2 separate regions of the Mus musculus genome follow, and region 1 is linked to region 2. Evidence: chromatin contacts called from public ChIA-PET data. All regions are on one chromosome and are shown on one strand. The core of a region is the stretch at or near the end of the contact, and the rest is flanking DNA. Distances in the headings are between cores, read along the strand shown.

Region 1 (2,700 bases), core at 166-2,665, 140 kb before region 2:
ACTCCTCACCCTGACTGATGTGTGTAAGGACGTCCATGCAGAAGCACAGAGACGGGGAGAAGCGGAGCTGAGAACGACAGCCACCATGGTTTCCAATACCACATTCATTCCGGAGCTTACGAGGAGCTCAGAGCTTCCCGTGCATAGCGTCATTTAGCCTCCCAACAAGCCACCCGGGCAGAGCGTCTCATCTCCATCTTGTACTGGAAGAAATGGAGCCACTTACTTAGCCTGACCTCAGAGGAGCGGCAAGGCTCAAGATCCAATCCAAACCTTTCTGCCTCCAAGGGCCACAGCAAAACCCAGTGTTTCTCAAACCGCTGGTAAAAGCTTGCTAAGGCACTGTGCAATGTGTTTGGGGGTTTTGTTATTGTTTGTTTGGTTTTTTTTTTTTAATTAAGATTGGTATTCTCGCCGGGCAGTGGTGGCACACGCCTTTAATCCCAGCACTCGGGAGGCAGAGACAGGCAAATTTCTGAGTTCGAGGCCAGCCTGGTCTACAAAGTGAGTTCCAGGACAGTCAGGGCTACACAGAGAAACCCTGTCCTGGAAAACCAAAAGAAGAAGAAGAAGAAAAAAAGATTGGCATTCTTGGTTTATGATCAGCAAGTTTAATTTAATTTTAATGGACTGGAGTATAGAATAGAAAATATAAGAAGGTGCTACAAATAGAGTCGACATAATTGCAAGGAACTTCCTCCTATTTCAGACCTCATCATATATGGTGCTGTAGCATCGTTGATACTAATACTGTGGCTGATAAGGTTTAAAGAGAATTGCATTTAGGCTGACCTGACCCTTTAACAGTGTGTGTGTGTGTGTGTGTGTGTGTGTGTGTGTGTGTGTGTGTACGTACGTACGTACGTGTGTAGGCAGGTAGGGAAAGAGGATATTGGCAAGTATAAGGGATAAAAGAAGACAAAAATAAATAAATATATGCATCCTTAGTAACCTGTAAGCTACTAAGAGATAGATGTACAAGAGCTTGCTGACATTTGCATGCACAGGGATATCACCTTCAGAGCTAAGACAATACGCCGTGATGTGTTGAGGAGGAGGTGTTAGATTTCACATTTGGCTGTTTCCTGTGTCTCTGTGGCATTTGTACACATCACTCCACATATTCTGGTGGAAGCCTGACGAAGTAAGTCAACACTGCCAGTCATGAAAACAGAAAGATGGTTTGACATTTGGATGGACATAGAAAAAAATGGCTATTGCTATCTAAACCAATAGAGTGCTGATCCTTTCAAAGTTTTGTTAAACTTCATCTTCGTTTTCTGATTTGCTGTTTTATAAAACTTTTTAAAGATATATGTCAGTTCCATCAAAGAATACACTCCAGGGGGGCTGGAGAAATGGCTTGGAAGTGAAGAGCCGCAACGAGCAGTGTGTAACAGCCATCTATAACTCTAGTTCCAGGAGATCTATGTCCCCCTTTGGCCTCTGCAGGCACTGCACACACGTGGTGTACATACATACCCTCCGGCACACACAAATGCACAGAAAATAAATACAAAGACCATGTTTCAAGCTTGATCAAGTACAGTGCTTACCAAAACAGTATGAGGACCCAGTCCCCAGCATCTGTGTGAAAAGCCAGACATTATAACTCCTCTGTAGCCCCCACACCGGGGAGACAGAGACAGGAGGATTCCTAGGATTAGTGGGCCAGCCAGTCTAGGTGAACCAGCTCTAAGTTCAGTGAAAGATTCTATCTCAAAGATAAAGCAGATAAGGAAGAAAGCCAGGGGCAAACTCTGGTCTCCACATGCACATACACACTGGTGCACACTTACCCACACCTTGCATGCGAGTACACTCATACACACACTCACAGAGAGGCAGAGGCAGAGGCAGAGGCAGAGAGGCAGAGGCAGAGAGGCAGAGGCAGAGAGGCAGAGGCAGAGAGGCAGAGGCAGAGGCAGAGGCAGAGAGGCAGAGAGGCAGAGAGGCAGAGAGGCAGAGGCAGAGAGGCAGAGGCAGAGGCAGAGAGGCAGAGGCAGAGGCAGCACAAGCCACAGCCACCTTTTCTGGTTTGAATCTCTCCCAGTCTCTAAAACAATATTGTGCAATGTTATCACCTGGAGAACTTTGAAGGAAAATTCCCTAACCCCAGCCTAATAAGACTCTCCAGGGCAGGGAACAGGATTCACTTTCATTATCTTAGAGTAATTTCGATATGCCACTAAGTGGGGGGAACCACTGCCACTTAGTGCCCATTAATCTAATGGCCTTCCGCATCCCTGATGGCTGACAAACATCTCCGAATGAGTCATGGGACAGGAGGAGGCTACTGGTGAATGAAGTTCATGACTAATGCGAAACAAATGCACATGAAATTAAAATTCCAAAATGCCTTTATCACAAAGCAGGCTTCCCACGCCGAGAATCACACAAATTAGAGTTTAGTGTACCTGCTTTCTACACAGAATTTTCTGATTAGGTGAGTTCTGGGTCCTTTTGGGAGATATTATATACTACCATAGCAATTTTACAAAAAAACGAAATTGTCTCTGGGCACAGACTACCGTGGTACCTAACGCAGTTTGACTTAGCCTCTGATCATAATGTGTAGTGTTGTGTGACCACCATAAACACACAGCAAAACTGCCTTAGGGTCTCCATATGTATGCTCAAAAGACACTAACATATCGCCAGTTTGGGGTATGACAGGTGACACAGTCATCCCAGAAAGCG
Region 2 (2,700 bases), core at 63-2,562:
GGAGGCAGGGTAAGATGGCGCAGAAATACAGCACCATTCCAGTGTACACACAGTGTTCAGCATCACACCAGTAACCAGGCGGCTCATCCTCACAGATGATAAACTCTGAACACAACCTACTCTGCAAATCCTGTCCTCGGTCCTGTCCTTTGGATCTGCGACAGAGCATGGTTAATCTTCATTGTCAACTTGGCTGGATCTAGAATCACCTAAAAGTATCTCTGTATGTGGGAGGCGCTTCCAGAAAGGATTTAGTGAGGAGAGACCCTTCAATGTGAGTGGCATCATCCCATAACCTGGGGGCCCAGATTGAATAAAACATGCAGTGTATAGACAATGCATGGGACCTATCTGTACAATGTATGGAACCTACCTGTACAATGTATGGAACCTATTTATACAATGTATGGCATGTCCTGGTCTCCCTTTATCTTATCACAAGACCCACCAGGTACAAGGTAATGCTAAAATGTCTCCAGGGGCAAACTGGCCATCATTGCTCTATTATCTTAAATGGAAAAACTCCCTGAAGCCAGAAGAGGAGAATGCCAACCTCATGATTAACACTCTAGATCCCACCAAGAACCACCTCATGATTAACACTCTAGATCCCACCAAGAACCCAAGAAAACAGCTGCTCTTTCCCGTCACCAGGCGGCCTGTGTATCCTGAAACGCCTTGTACCATTTTCAACTCTTCTTCCCAAGTAAATCTATAATCACAAGTTCCCTCAAGTCCAGTATGAGAAACATGATCTCCCAGCCCCCTACTTCCTGCATACAGAAGTCTTAAACTGCTTAGATTCTCCAGAGAGATAGGAGTGACTTCTGATGTTAATAGCAAGTCCCTTTAGCTCACACCTAAGTTTATGCTAACGGTAGGCAGAGCCATAGATCATCTCAGTGAAGGCTGCTGGGACTGGCCCATCCTAGCTCTGACTTCTGGGGAAGTAGAGTTGCTGGGGCCTGAGTTCTAGAAGTCCTGATGAGCTTCAGTTTCCAAGTGGTTGAACAGTTCAGAGTAGGGGTGGGGGTGGGGGTTGAGGGGGGACACTCCAAGAAAACAAGGAGAATCTGTGTCCCTCCCCACCACACCTAGCCCTGCATTTCCACATTCTTCAATCGTATTAGTTAACAAACTGAGTCCTATAACTAAAGAATTCTCCTGAGTTCTGGGAGGGAGTCTAACAGATAATTGACACCAGGAAGGAAGTGGGTATCACAGATTGAATGGAAGGAAAATACCCTATCTACCTACCTTAGTCATGTGCCTTCTTTTCCAAAGTCAACACTTATTTCTTCACTGTAAACTCTGCTTCACTTCTGACTCAGACAAGCCATTTCCGACCACAGACTCTCACAGTTGGGTCTATTGTTCCACAGCTCCCACCGAGGATCAGAAGTCGAGGAGTTAGTTAAGAGGTAACCACGGAACACTACACCTGTTTCTTGGTAGCTGATTCTCCTGGTGTTTGAAATGATCTTTAGAGGTTTACTCCATCTTTTAAGCTGCATTTGGGTTCGTCCCCGCAAAGCAGAAACTAAGTACAAGGGAACCGAACCAAATTGCCACAAATATATTATAACAAAGGGTAGACCACCTTGGGAAATCTCAATTTGTTTATAATATCATTTTCTTAGTGAGTTTGCTTCTCTTTTTAAAGAGGATCATGGGAAGGACTAGCCAAGAAGAGATCTGGTTCACTATGGTTTGGAAGGGAACAAATGGTCACCTTACCCCTCTGAATATGCCATCCATCTCATGAATATTCATGCAACATGTTTTTGTTTGTTTTTTGTTTTGTTTTGTTTTCTGAGACAGGGTTTCTCTGTACAGCCCTGGCTGTCCTGGAACTCACTCTGTAGACCAGGCTGGCCTCAAACTCAGAAATCCACCTGCCTCTGCCTCCCGAGTGCTGGGATTAACCACAGCACATGCTTGGCATGGTGATGCATGCCTATACCTCCAGCACTTGGGCGATACTGTCCAGTCTGGTAGGTGATATCATAATTTATATTCCTCTTATTATGATGGGAGATTGGGTTATCTGAACATAAGGGGTATATGCTCTCTTTGTTTACACTTGCTCTATTCACATACATGGCCCAGTTGATGGTTTTTATCTTGTGTATGTGTAGGCCAGGTGATAATGGGACTGGTATCATTTCTCCATAGCTGAGCACATCAGCCATGCGTTTGCCATGGAGACTAGGCTGGTTGACCAGTGAGCCTCAGGAACTCACTTATCTCCATCACTGCTGGAATTATAAGCGAGCATCACAATTCGGGTTTTTTTTCCTTTTAACATGGATTCTGGGGATCAAGTTCTAGTTCAGGTTCTTGTGCTGGCAAGGAAACTGCTTTACCCAGCTAACTACTCCCAGACCCATAGCTCCAGTTGTTTTCTTTGTACTATCTCAGACCTCTTTATATAGATAGTATGGAAATTACAATGGGCTAGCCTTTTCTCCACACATTAAAGAGCTAGTCTTTAAAGGTTTAATTTCATGTATATAGGTATTTAGCCCACGTGTATGCCTCTGCACCATGTGCATAAAATTCCCAAGGAGGCAAAAAGAGGCAGTTGGGTCCCCTGGAGCTAGTTACAAAAAATTGTGAGCTGCCATGTGGGTGCTTGGGTTCAAATCCAGTTCTTCTGAAGAACAGCCGACGCTCTTAACTGCTGAGTCATTTCTCCAC

Evidence for each region. ChIA-PET counts read pairs in DNA pulled down with a chosen protein or histone mark.
Region 1: an RNA polymerase II ChIA-PET map of effector CD8 T cells shows a contact between it and region 2, with 2.6 times the contacts expected there. The contact joins two enhancer-like sites. A contact is called at or near these places in 4 of 115 datasets of contacts at active chromatin or transcription factors (CD8 T cells, effector CD8 T cells, microglia and 1 more) and 2 of 9 other capture datasets (adipose tissue and pancreatic islet).

The regions. Positions count from the first base shown.
Region 1 is chr8:46,780,811-46,783,510 of GRCm38.p6, reverse strand. The region is part of intron 1 of Irf2 (interferon regulatory factor 2); the gene reads right to left. Among named protein-coding and RNA genes, the nearest start is that of Gm31172, 7.4 kb to the right of the region's middle. Within about 2 kb of position 1,415, at least 9 of the 459 cell types and tissues checked have an H3K27ac peak or open chromatin away from gene starts, as enhancers often do. A contact at or near this core is called in CD8 T cells and effector CD8 T cells, where this site is marked.
Region 2 is chr8:46,640,078-46,642,777 of GRCm38.p6, reverse strand. No RefSeq gene overlaps it. Among named protein-coding and RNA genes, the nearest start is that of Casp3, 24 kb to the right of the region's middle. Within about 2 kb of position 1,312, at least 98 of the 459 cell types and tissues checked have an H3K27ac peak or open chromatin away from gene starts, as enhancers often do. A contact at or near this core is called in CD8 T cells and effector CD8 T cells, where this site is marked.